Regions from separate parts of the Mus musculus genome. Here regions 2, 3 and 4 are each linked to region 1. The links are chromatin contacts, called in public HiChIP or PLAC-seq and Micro-C maps. All regions are on one chromosome and are shown on one strand. Each heading gives the region's core, a stretch centred on a gene start, on an enhancer-like site or on the middle of the called end of the contact. The rest is flanking DNA. Distances are from core to core; before and after follow the strand shown.

What was found. A called contact is a pair of places that touch in the nucleus more often than the background predicts. HiChIP or PLAC-seq counts read pairs in DNA pulled down with a chosen protein or histone mark.
Region 2: an HNF4G HiChIP or PLAC-seq map of pancreatic cancer cells shows a contact between it and region 1. The contact joins the enhancer-like site here to the promoter of 1700010G06Rik in region 1. A contact is called at or near these places in 1 of 39 promoter capture datasets (the 3T3-L1 cell line), 8 of 484 Hi-C or Micro-C datasets (3T3-L1-derived adipocytes, the C2C12 cell line, the HL-1 cell line and 3 more), 2 of 115 datasets of contacts at active chromatin or transcription factors (bone marrow-derived macrophages and pancreatic cancer cells) and 1 of 9 other capture datasets (adipose tissue).
Region 3: a contact with region 1 is called in a FOXA1 HiChIP or PLAC-seq map of pancreatic cancer cells. The contact joins the enhancer-like site here to the promoter of 1700010G06Rik in region 1. A contact is called at or near these places in 1 of 39 promoter capture datasets (the 3T3-L1 cell line), 3 of 484 Hi-C or Micro-C datasets (the HL-1 cell line, nephron progenitors and pancreatic cancer cells), 2 of 115 datasets of contacts at active chromatin or transcription factors (pancreatic cancer cells and vascular smooth muscle cells) and 1 of 9 other capture datasets (adipose tissue).
Region 4: a contact with region 1 is called in a Micro-C map of embryonic stem cells, with 4 times the contacts expected there. The contact joins the promoter of Cyrib here to the promoter of 1700010G06Rik in region 1. A contact is called at or near these places in 4 of 39 promoter capture datasets (the C10 cell line, macrophages and pre-B cells), 4 of 484 Hi-C or Micro-C datasets (all in embryonic stem cells) and 3 of 9 other capture datasets (adipose tissue, liver and pancreatic islet).

The regions. Positions count from the first base shown.
Region 1 is chr15:64,312,527-64,315,688 of GRCm38.p6, reverse strand. 1700010G06Rik (a long non-coding RNA gene) reads right to left here and starts at 1,571. Exons shown (of 2, transcript XR_003951590.1): 1 at 1,156-1,571; 2 at 1-731. The region is part of intron 2 of Asap1 (ArfGAP with SH3 domain, ankyrin repeat and PH domain1); the gene reads left to right.
Region 2 is chr15:64,512,061-64,515,493 of GRCm38.p6, reverse strand. No RefSeq gene overlaps it. Among named protein-coding and RNA genes, the nearest start is that of Gm46509, 10 kb to the right of the region's middle. Within about 2 kb of position 1,628, at least 8 of the 459 cell types and tissues checked have an H3K27ac peak or open chromatin away from gene starts, as enhancers often do. A contact at or near this core is called in pancreatic cancer cells, where this site is marked.
Region 3 is chr15:64,475,703-64,478,763 of GRCm38.p6, reverse strand. No RefSeq gene overlaps it. Among named protein-coding and RNA genes, the nearest start is that of Gm46509, 26 kb to the left of the region's middle. Within about 2 kb of position 1,408, at least 41 of the 459 cell types and tissues checked have an H3K27ac peak or open chromatin away from gene starts, as enhancers often do. A contact at or near this core is called in the HL-1 cell line and pancreatic cancer cells, where this site is marked.
Region 4 is chr15:64,058,793-64,061,898 of GRCm38.p6, reverse strand. Cyrib (CYFIP related Rac1 interactor B) reads left to right here and starts at 1,451. Exons shown (of 13, transcript NM_001360036.1): 1 at 1,451-1,704.

The sequences.
Region 1 (3,162 bases), core at 322-2,821:
GAACAAGCTTGTCCTGTTCTTGGTGCTTCACTTCCAGGACACAAAGCATCCTTGCAGGCTGAGTAGCTTGCTGCTCTGGACAGTGCTTAGCAGAATGAGAGAGGCCTAGGGTAATAAACAGTCTTTGAGGGGGATTATAATGACGACAGCGTAGACGGCGCTTGCTTTATATAAGCCGGGTTCACAGAAGCTCGAGTCTGTGTGCACGTGTCTTTTTCTGGCTTTGGAGAGGATAAGTGTGTATTTCTGGGTAGTTCCCTGTAAAGAAACCCAGCCTTTCAGCTTTGCCCACGCCAGACTCTATTTGCTTTTAGATATCCAGGAATGGCGTTCGGGGTATTTGAGAAAAAGGGAGGTGCAGATGGTTTTGCACCAGGGCATGGTTTCAAATTTAAAGAGGATTATGGTCCATGAACCCCAGAGATGGTGGGTTGAGGTGCGAAGCTTTGAAATTCTAATTGCAGACCAGTCTAAGGAGGTATATGCTTACCAGAGCACAATATCTCATTGTTCATATAGTCCCCTCTTGGCTGGAGGAGGCAGGGGAGGGGCAGATACATAACATAATCTTCGGAGGAAACTGAAACAGCAATTGGTGGCGGCAGTTTGGGCTCTCCGGTGAATTCAGAAAGAAATCCCTGGCTGTTTACCACTGCTGAGCTTGGAATAATCTTGACTCGTTCATCTGCAGAGCCAGGTGTGGGAGCAAACCGGCTGGAGCTGGGAGGGCTCTGTGTGGTGGTCATTTTTGACACGCCTTACCCTCTTATTTGATAAACTCATGCCACCCAAACCCAAGGTATCTGAATTAGGAGAGAAAGCTGTGGAATTCAGGGTCTCTGGGAACAGACACACTTATTAGCTAAGTCTAGGCTCTGAACAACAGTTCATTTTTACTGTTTATGTCACACACACAGAGGAGTGCTGCCAGCTCAGTAGACAGGGCAGGTACTAGATGACAACTGGGGTGTGGGGGGTGGGACCAGACTGGCTCACAGCCCTGAGGAAGACAAATCCTTTCAGAGGGAAGCCCCAGTGCTCACTGATTTTTCTCGCTGATTTGCTCTCAGTACTTTATAGGGGAGCATGGGATTTCTGAGGCGCAGGGAGCTTAATTAGGCCAAGCTAGTGAGGGTCATATTTGTTCCAACTTACAGAATTTTCCAGATGCTGTGAGAAATGAGCTAGGATTCTCTTCTGGAATGTTCATTCTCCAAATGCTACATCTTGCAGCCCTGGCAACCAGTGAGCCTGCCCTTGTGGGGTGGTCAGCTGCCAGTCTCCTCCTGCCTTATTTTCTCCCTGAGAGCTAAACCCTCCATGTCTCCCAAACCAAACTTTTAAAGTACTGAGGAGAGAAAGTACTCTTGTTTATGTTTAACCTCTTTATTCACTAGTTTTTTTTAAAAGGTCAGTTTGCCAGGGATGTGTTTCTTTATGCTCATTCCCTTAGCAAGTTCTTCCTGTAGTAGGCGGAGACACTTCCCTGCCTTGGAGAGCACTGGTAGGAACCGCAGTGGAGGCACAGTGCACACCCAATTCGGTCAAGCCAGGAAGAGAAACAGCACACATTTTAACCCATTTTTTCCTATGCAGAGAGCAAGTCCTCATCCATGAACTCAGCCTCCTCCATGAGGGTCCCTGTCTTCTACTTTCATGGGAGGCAGTTAGGGGTCCAAGATTCCCAGCCAACAGGGTATCGAGTGGTGTATCCATTCTATTCTGCACACTTTGACTGAGCCTTCTCTGACCATGGTTTATGTATGGCTCTGTCATTTTCTCCTACTCCTCCTCTGTATTGCCTATTTGTCTGGTCCTCTGCTGCAAAGCAAATTCCAAGACAGCAGGAATGTGGCCCTTGCCGACATCACTCATCTCAGAATTTGTCAGCTTGTGAGGCGAACCTTTTCCTCTTGACATGCAGTCTTCTCCTCCCTCCCTGCCGGTCCTCACTCAAGACAAGCCCTCTCCGTGGGTCCCTGAGCCACACGACCCACACGCGGCCAGAAAGGCCAGCGAACACAACCTCTAGCTAGCTATATCGGACGGTATGCAGGCAGGTCTGAGTGGGCCACAGGGCTTGCCTTCCAAAGCAGGCTTTAATGGAGGCCAGTCATACGCTTTCAAGGGCTCCTGGAGGCCAATCCCAAGGACTAGGTGGGTTTTGTTGATACCATTCTCAAAATCTTCCAGTCGGTGGTGAGAAATTAGATGGGTATGTTGGACTAACAACAGTAGACATCTTGCTGGGGCTGAATTGGTACTTTTCTCAGAAGAAAGTCAGTTCCTGCTTAGCAGTGAAGAGCATTTGCACCTGAGAAATACTTTTTGCATCTCCGGATGCTCGGCGGTCCTCTGGGGTAGGGGAAGAAAAAAAAAAAACCAAATACATCTGGACAGATGAAAGTATTTTAAAACAACCCTTCCTGTCTCTGCACAAGGCACAGCATTGGCGTTCAGAGGGCAGCAGGGCTGCGCCCCCATCCCTCGGTCCGCGCAGAAGGGAGACGGCTTTCCGGGCCTCGCTTCCTGCACCCACTCGGGACTAAAAAAGAACACGAACAACTTTTTTTTTTTTTTTTTTTTTGGTCCCTCTCTTGCAAAAACGCTCGCGTAACCAGCTCGCTGAAGTAACCGCTCCGGGGGCGGCCGGGTGTGTGTGTGTGTGCGTGGGGCGCGGTTCCGGAGCCCCACGGGCACGAGCACCAGCGCCGGCGGCTGCGAGGTGGGGGCCGCGCGAGGGCCGGGCGGCGGGGGGGGGGGGTAAGTGGAGAGAGAGGGGCGGGCGGGGCGTGCGGGGCGCGTGCGCAGAGCACTTCCGTGTTTGTCCCCGTGACTGGCGCGGGCGCGCCGCCCGCCGCTCCGCGGGAGCGAGCGCCCCAGTCGGTCGAGCCTCGCCGCTTGTCAGCGCCACCGGAGCGGTCCGTTCCGCCCAGCCCCGCCCCTCCCCGTCGCGCCCCGCCCCGCCCCGCCCCGCCGCCCCTTGCGTGCGCTCGGGGAGGCGCGTCCCCGGCCGCCTGCGCGCGCCGCTTGCAGTTTGAAGGGCGCTGCGCCGCTCGCTCCGCTCCTCTCCGCTCCACTCCTCGCGCGCCAGGCCGGGCGCCGCGGCGGGTCGGGCTGCGCGCGTGGCGTTCATGAGCCGCCCGGCGGCCCCGGGAGCCT
Region 2 (3,433 bases), core at 379-2,878, 200 kb before region 1:
CTAACTTGATTGACAGTCAGAGAAAGAAAATGCCAGTGAGTCAACTGGCAAAAGCACTAAACTGTTTCAGTGATAATGTGGCTTGCATTTCTGAGGGACTATAAATTGGGATAGCCACTTGGGGGTAATGTTGGGCAATGTCTAATAAAGTTTAACATACACTCACTCAGCAATTGCTATGTTGCTATGCCCAGTAATTCTACTTCCTAAATATAGCATATGTATATGTGTGTGTGGATAGATAGATAGATAGATAGATAGATAGATAGATAGATAGATAGATAGATAGATAGAGCTCATTAATTTTTTTAACAAGGTGAAATGAACCATAATGTTTAGGATAAAAGAGGAGAATGAAAGACCATGCCACTATGCTGTATTTTTTAAAGAATCAACAGGTAACACAATTGCTGGATGCAACAACTAGCATCCTAATTTGTAAACTATTCTGAGTTATAAATCCTCTGGTAGCAGATCCCGATGAATCTGCCACTTGAACCAGAAGCCTCCCCTACCTACACTGTGTCCTCCATAATTTCTCCAATCCAAAAGGGAGTATCTTTCTCCTGCCTCCCCTCTTCCTCTCTCTGACCCAGAAGTCCCGCCTACTCCTTGCCCAGTGATTGGTCCCTAAAATCTTTGTTCATTAGGGGAAGGTTCTGCTACATCTCACCTTTCTGTATTAAAAAAACAAACAAACAAAAATAAAACCCCAAAAAACTTTTCTCTCAAATATAAACTGAGTATATCTATTACCATTCTGTAATTTATAAAGTATACGATACACCTAACATCTAGTCCATTATTTTGGTCAATTAAATGGAACACTCTGTTAGCTAGCATAACTTTTAAAAAAAGGCTTATATTTCCATATCTATTATATCCTGGTTTAGCTTGTATATGATCTGAAAACTATCCTCTTAAATACATTCTTTCAATGCTAATAGGCCTGGGTTGGCTATGAAACTATAACTAGTCTTTCAACTCAGTCAGAAATCTGAGAATGACCAATATTATCTGGAAATATAGGAAGCCCAGCACAGCTTCCAGAACTGAGACTATTGTAGAGACAGCTGCCTACCTATACAGCTCCTGTATGTCAGGAAGTTGGAGCATCAGTCTTCAGCCTTCTGGCCCAGGGTCATCTGACAGACCTTTGTAACACAGAATAGTGAAGAACTAATTACATTGTCTTGGCAGAGATTATAAGTCAACTCTTCTGCATAGTGGGTCCTCTTTCTGGACAGTATTTTGTCTGGAGATAAAAATAGGTAATTTTTGCCCAGTGGCTACACATTCACAATGTAGTATCCTACCTGGAGGTAGAGATGGTCAATTTCTTCTTAGAATCCACAAAAGGGGAGCTGCTAGGAACAGATATGTCTCAACAACAAAATAATAAATAGCATTAACTGTCTGCACTGGTCCCCAGACTAAATTTCTATCTCATAGGCTAAGAATCTTAAATTTCTAGTGGATTCTAGCACCTCACCTTGAGTGCCACCTGTTGAGTGAAATATTTAGAAAGCAATCCATGCCCCTGCTGGCAGGGCACTGGTGGACAGGCCAACTGTTCTCAGCCTGGCAGACTCTCTGACTCAGACTTCCAAAAGCTCTCCACCCAGCTTGCTAAGTTCCCAGGGTGGGCCACTACCATGCACTCCTCACACTTCCAAATTCCTGTGGCTGGCTAGGGTGCCCTGTCAGTGTACTTTTCTCTGGAACCCAGCTGAGCCACTGTGTGAATAAAAACACTGCACAATCTTAGTTTAGAATCAACAGATTACACAACCACTAAGCACAGTAACTAGCATCCTAATTTGTAAACTATTCTAAGTTATAAACCCTCCAGTAGTGGGTCCTGGCAGATCTGAAACCTGAAATGGGGAGGGGGGCTCCCCTACCTACATTGTGTCCTCCATCATCCCTCCTGTCCAAAATGGCAAGCTCTATTATTTTTAACTCATAAACTAAAGCTTGCCATAGTATATAAGAAAAAATATAGACATATAGAGGGCTGAGGATATAGCTCTGTTAGTAGAGTGCTCTGGGTTCTATCCTCAGCACCAAATAAACTGGGTGTTTTGCCCACCTCTAAGGATCAGTTCAAGGTCATTCTCTACTTAGAGAGTTAGAGGCTAGACTGGGATACATCAGACTCTGACTCAAGATTACTTAATTAGTCATTTAATATGTGGAGACCTTACCCTGAAAATGAACTCTAGGTAAAAAGTAGAGTCTATATAAATCAATAAGATGATTATCAATAGCAGTGCAAAAGAAAACTAAAGATCACCAAAAAATGTGCATTGCACACGCACATTTAAATGAAGTGGATAAAGATGCAAGATTCAGTGGGAGAAGCCCCTCCCCCCTCAAAACGAGATGGAGACAGGGGGTGATTTGAACAGAAAATACATCAGAGTAACAGAAGTGTTTCATGTGTTTCATATGTGGTATAGGTTGTGGTCACATGAGACTACATACCACCAATTGCCAGCTTAAAAGAAACTGCACTTCAATAAACATAGGGGGAAATGGAGCTAATGGTACAGGGAAGTGTTTGTGATGTGTAATGGCATTCTTTATAGAAGTAGCTGCATAGTAGTACAATATGATTGCAGTTTGGTCAATCACCTAATGAAGGACCATAATCTGAAGCAGGAAGTGTGCTCCTTCTGCTTCTTGCAGATATATAGTTCCGCTCCTTGTTTCCTGGGGGATCTTGGGTAACTCAATAGGAAACGGAACATATTTTCAGCATAAAATATCTCAAGACAGTAAGGTGAGAGGGAGCTCCTATAAGTGTGTATTTCCCGTCTTATCCCTCCTTGCCTCTCTCCTTCTCTCCCTTCAGTTATATATAGTTTGCCTCTTTTTGTAGCTCTTCCACCTTAAAACCATAAAAGGTGGAGAAAAAAAAACCTCCTCAAGTAAAAAGGAGAGAAAAAATGACAGCAGAAAGAGAAGACAGGAGAGGGGGAGGTAATAAGTCAGAAGATGGAAACGGCACCATTAAATGCAGTCATGGCTGGTCCCAAGTTAGACTGTGTACAAACTGAAAAATTAACTCAAAAGTGTAATCCGTGCCTTACCATTTGGAGGCAGTCCTTTCTAATCAGGTGTTACTCGATTTTTCTTTCTAGTAAGCAGTTGTTCCCAAGGGATTACAACAAAGAAAAACAAAGGCATGGAGGAAGTGTATGGACATCCCCCCCACCCCATGCTACATCCCCCACTCCTTTCAAACCTGAGCACCCTCCAAGGAAGATTCTAGAATCAGGGTCTGTCAGCAGTGACCCTGCTTGCTCCTGCTCATTTCTCCTTGACTGCTTTTCAGAGAAACCCCTGGGTGGTCTAGCACCCACCACCCATCATTGAAAGGAACTGCTCCACACATTCCAGACACCTCCCCAACAGGGTTACAGACCAC
Region 3 (3,061 bases), core at 159-2,658, 160 kb before region 1:
ATGTTCTGGTATCACACCTGTCTGTCCTTTCCCAGCCAATCTTAGGCTTTACTTTAGTCATTTGCATCTGAGGTTGTGTTCAGTGTTTGTGTGTGCTTCCTTTGCCTTGCTGATTGTTCTATACTCTTCTATGTTTGTTCATCTCCCCATTAGGCTGAAAACTTTGGCAAAGACGTGAAACCTGTTTGCTTTGTTCAGTGTACTATCGAATAAGACCTAACACCAAAGATGCTCATTGGATATGGGACCTGATGGTGGCTAGTTGTAGTCAGGCAGTGTCATTTTCTGAATTGTGGATGGCATAGTTTAACTAGGAATTCAATATTATTAAAAGATGCAGATTTCTTTGTGTGTGCACACTTGTGTGCACATTCTCACAGTAGGCAGAGGAGGATGTTAAGTATCTTTCCCTATCATTCTTTGCCTTGTTTCTATGAGTTAGGGTCTCCCCCCGAATATGCAGCTAGGCTAGTGTCTACAAGCCCTGGATCCTACCTTCTCTATCTCCACAGTTCTGGGGTTATAGATGTAGGTATAGCCATACTGGCTTAGTCATGTGGGTGATGCTTAGAACAAGTAACCAGGAGCCCCAGATGGGTTGAGGTAGAGAAAAAAAAAGCAGAAATAAGAAAGAGGATTTTAAAAATGTGATAAAGAGATTCCCATAAAAATAGGAAAGAAGGGAAGAAAAGGAAATGGAAGAAAACAGTACTTAGAACAGGATTTGATAAGTTTTAAGGACCTAACCATGAGCAGCAAGAAGGGCTAAGCTAATCTTCAAAAACTGATCTCAGAGTCACCAGAACTGCTTTAGGTTCTATATTGTGTTTTGAAGTGTTTGGGATGATTTTGGTTTGTCTGTTGTTGATATGTTTGTTGTTGTTGATGATGTCATTGTCATTTTTATTGTGACGGGGCCTTAAACTGCTATGCAGCTGAAGACGGCCTTGAACTTCTGACCCTCCTGCCTCTACCTCCTGAGTGCTGAAATCAGAGCACAGTCCCATCACACCTGGGTCACACTGTGCTGAGAACCAAACTCAGGATGTCTTCACGCTAAGCAAGCACTCTACCAACCAACCAAGCTACATTCCCAGACTGTTTTCTGTTTCTGAAACATCTTTGTTGAAGCATAGCCCACATGCAATGCGAGCAACCTTTTGACTACGTACAACTTAATGTACTTTGTTATCATTATGATTATCTTCACAGAATTGTACAGTCAGGCCTATCAATTTAAGAACATTTTTTTTCATTGCCTCAAAAGGAAACCCAGTATCTTCTAGCTGTCATCTTCCACACCCATCCTTTCCAACTGCAAGAAACCACTAATCTACTTTCTGTCTCCATGGGTGACTCGCCCATTCTGAGCATTTTATACAAATGGAGTCATACAGAATGTGGTCTCTCGTGACTCACATATTTGTTTTAGTATAATGTCTCCAAGTTTCATTCACGTTGTAACATCTGACAGTATGCCATTCCTTTCGATTTCTAAATATGACTCACCTGTACAGTTCCACATTTAATTCATTAAGCAGGAGGTAGGCACCAACATCTCTCATGGGAGTTACGGCCCACCCTTGTCCTATTGATACTCTTGGAGCCCATCATACACTATGGCTGTACCACCTGCAGAACTTCTCCTTGCTTGTGTTGTTAATCCAAACACACCACCTAGTGAGGAAGGGTCTTTGTAATTCATGTCCACTACATATCCAAGTCCCATCTTACTCTACTTCCAGTAGTTCCTCAAACAGACTCTATTCTCACGTGCCTTCATAATAATTCCCCCAGGGAGCACCATGAGACCAGATTCATCTTGGTCAGTTTTTCTTCTTAGTGTGTTCCAAGCACCTACAAGAATGTCTAGAACAAAATAGTTGCTCACACTTTGGTCTTCATTCTTGGACACTGTGCCCCTTCTTAGAATTGGGAACAAAACACCCATGGAAGGAGATACAGAGACAAAGTTTGGAGCTGTGATAAAAGGATGGACCATCTAGAGACTGCCATATCTAGGGATCCACCCCATAGTCAGCTTCCAAACGCTGACACCATTGCATACACTAGCAAGATTTTGCTGAAAGGACCCAGATATAGCTGTCTCTTGAGAGACTATGCCGGGGCCTAGCAAACACAGAAGTGGATGCTCACAGTCAGCTATTGGATGGATCACAGGGCTCCCAATGGAGGAGCTAGAGAAAGTACCCAAGGAGCTAAAGGGACCTGCAACCCTATAGATGGAACAACATTATGAACTAACCAGTACCCGGAGCTCTTGACTCTAGCTACATATGTATCAAAAGATGGCCTAGTCAGCCATCACTGGGAAGAGAGGCCCATTGGACACACAAACTTTATATGCCCCAGTACAGGGGAACGCCAGGGCCAAAAAAAAAAATGAGAATGGGTGGGTAGGGAAGTGGGGGGGTATGGGGGACTTTTGGGATAGCATTGGAAATGTAATTGAGAAAATTGCATAATAAATAAATAAATAAAATAGTTGCTCAATAAATAACCAAGCCTGTAACTGTTTTTGTTTGCATGTGTAGATAGTTTCAAAGGTTAGGTTTCTAGAGTGATTCTCTCTCCACCATTAAGACATTTAGGAAACTCCCTCACCTTGAGTGTGGCCCGGACTAATGACTTGCTTATTTAGTTTTGGCTAATATTAACTGGAATGTCCTTGAAACTCATTATGAAGTCTATATAGATAACCCCAAACTCTTGATCCTCCTGCTTGTATTTCCTTAATTCTACAGTCCAATCATCACTGTACCTACTTGTCCAACCTCCACCTCTGTTGGGTTTCATTATGTAGTTCAGGTTCATACATACATACATAGATGATACATACAAAGATGATTGATAGATAAATAGATAGTAGATACGTAGATACATACATAGATACATATATCCCACATTGACCTCAAACTTAGGGTCTTCTTGCCTCAGCCTGAGGGTTTGGATTATATGTATTGGCCACCATAGCCAGATTCTAATAACTCATCTCTAACTGACTAAATCTTAGCTACAGGATGTTACATTCAAGACATTA
Region 4 (3,106 bases), core at 202-2,701, 250 kb after region 1:
CCATTTCACATGGCTCAGACTGGGCACGTCCTTGGGCTTCAAGTGACACAACCTGGGTGCTTGCCTGGCTCCTCTGGTATGTGATAGGCATGACCTCAGGCTGATGCCATCTGTCCCTGCTTCAGCCTCTTCATGTGTAACTCTGGGCAGGCTGCTTCATGGACTGTGGTGAGAGCTAAGTGAGGTGGGCACAGCCTCTGGCACCTGGTTCACTCTGAACTTCCAGACTGAGGCCCTCCCATTTTGCATGCTCTCTGCTGTGCCCAGGTTTAAAACCTCTTCTGCTGTCCCCTCAACTTTATAGCTGACCGTTGATTCAATATTCAGACCACTTCTTACACTGTTAAGATGGCATCTGCTCCCCAGAGCCAAGAGTTCTGATGCCCTGGCAGGCTCTGATGTTGGACCAGGGTCATGAAGTGCAATGGTCAGGGAGGACTTGAACTCAGGCCCTTAGCCTCCCAGGCAATTCTTCCCTTGGCCTAAAAACCTCCAGAGACTTCTAGAAAGCACTTCTGCTTTCCCTTTGGGTTTGCTATGCCAAGTGGGCCACACACCCTTTCTCGCTTGTCCCAGTGCAAGCAAGCTTTCATCATCAGAGTGGCTCTACCCAGCACTACAAAGTTTTTTTGCAATCAAAAAAATTCCCTGAGAACCGTCCTGGAGGCCTCAGCAACCCCAAGTTCCCCGAATTGGCCCAGGTTAAGGAAAATCTGGACACACCCCTTTGTTAAAGATGAAATAGTCCAAGGTAAATCAGTCCCCAATATTGTACCCCCAAGCCCCTAGCACAGGTGGAGGGGTGATAAGAATGAGAAGGAGGGGCAAAAGTTGTGGATGTAACCCTTTTGATACCACGTTAGAGGTCAGGGAAAAGATATTTCACGGAACATTAAATATTCCTGAAAAATCTGGTTGAAAATCAAGATAACGATGACATGGACTTGAGGGCAGAGGAGTAAAGGAGAGGGGGAAAATGCCCCTTAATGATGTCCTAGGCAAAGGGAAGGACAGGGGTCCCCACACCAAAAATCCCAACAAGGAGATGGTATTTGGGGAGTTTCCCCTTCGCTAAATCACAAGTCCTGGGACGACCGTGTGACCGTGTGGGTAGCCCAGACCCCCTCCTCGCATCGCCTCTGCTTTATTGGTGCCCGGGCTTGCACCACTGGACCCCATGGGTGTTTTTCTGCCCGGCTCCCGCGGTCCAGGGGCAGCCAGGCAGGTGGCGCCCGAGCCGAGCGCATCTCGACCCCTCGTCCCAGGTGAGGGAGGGGCCGCGGGGACCCGGCGCCCTGGGGGTCGGGCCTAGGCGCCCGGGACTCGCCCAAGGTCACTGTGCGGGCTGGGGCGGGGGCGGTGCGGGGCGGTCCCGGGCGCGGTGACGCGGGGCCCGTGCTGCGGCGGGGCCCGGGCGCGGGGGGCGGCGCGTCGCGTCCTCCTTTTGTGCGGCGCCGGGCTGGGCTGCGAAGGTAAACAGCGCTTCCTCTTCCTCCTCGCCGCCTCTTCCTTTTATAGCGATTTCTGGCCGCGCCGGGGCCGGGCCGCTGCTGCTGCCGTTTGCTGCTGCTGCTGTCGCTTGCTGCCGCGGCGGGGCCGCTCGCGAACCTGCGGCGGGGACGCGCGAGCCGCCGACCCGGAAGCGGCGTGTGTGCACCGCAGGCTCCCGCCGCCAGCTCGCCCGCCCGCCCGTCGGGCCGCCAGGTACGTGCAGGGCCGGCCGGGAGCCTGCTGCGGCGTCGCCGCCCTGGTTCACCGGGCTGCAGGGAGGGAGCGAGCGAGCGCCTGGGGCGCTGTGCACTGGGAGGCTGGGGCGCGGGGTCCGAGTGGTTGTCCCCGGGCACACCCCTCTTGCAGGCCAGGTGAGCGCTGCAGGGCCTGACCCGGGCTCCGCGCTGCCCTCCGCTAACTTCATTTTGGGGGTGGGGGTGGGGGTTCCAGGCCAGGAGGCTGAATTGAGGAACCAAAAGGGCGAATAGACTCGCACCAGCCTGACTTCCTTCTGCTCCGACCCCCGCCGGCGTTTAAACAGCACTTCCTCTTTGCCCGTTATGTTTTCATCATCATCGGCATCATCATCATCATTATCAGTTTTTTTTTTTTTTTTTTTTTTGAAAAATGGAAGTTTAGTGTTCAGAGGTGGAGGCATTTGGAGCCCACAGGGCTTTCTGGGGGTCGTGCACACACAGTAGGTCTGGAAGGAATCCGTGTGTCCTCTGAATGTGGGTCTTGTGTCTGGGGTGGGAGGAAAGAGGAACCCGGACTTCCTTTGCAAGCAGAGCCCTAGGGGGTTGTCTCAGATCCCCACCCTGCCGCTAGAAATGGAGGGGTGGGGGAGGGCTTGAGTGTGAAGGTGGCGCAGCAGGGAGAGTCACGTGGCTGTGCACCTCTGTCTAATTCTTGGTCCTACCACTCACAAGCTTTGTGACCTTGGCCAAGTTGTCTGCATTCTCTGGGTCTTTCGGCTCCTTGTGTCTGTAAAATGGGCCGCTCTCAGTTCTGGCCTGCAGTAAATGGGACTAGGTTTCCTGGCCTTGAGGTTCAGGGTGGGAATGTCACCTCCCCTTTAATGCCTTCATCCCTTAAGACACGTGCCGGGCGGGAGCACAGGGAGGCTTCCTATAGATAGTTGTGAAATGAATTGGTGGCTGGTAAATTTTGAGAAGTGAGCCCGTAGGCTTCCTCATTTTTGCCTTCTTTGCCCTTAACTTCCACCCCATCATCACCAGAGCCATGTTTTGTTACTTCAGCCTCCAGAAATCCGCGGATCCCTGGAGGAAATAGGGACTCCCTCTGAGGAAGCTTCCACTCTGATTTTGATTGAGACTCTCCCTATTCTTGGAGGGTTGTATTCAGTGTGGAGAAAAAGGAAGCTTTTTTTTTTTTTTTTTTTTTTTTGCGATGACAGTGGAGGTGGCTGGCAGGGTTGCCAGCTGGAATGATTTCCCAGGCCCTGGGCTCCATGTAACTGGGAAGGAGGCTGGGGGAGGTGGCTTTTTCTCCTGTGGTGGAGCCTGCAGAACAGGTCACCTGGCTAGGCTTTCTTCCTGGAGGCACTTTGTAATAAGTATGCTGTAGATTATGAGTGTGTGTGTGTGTGTGTGTC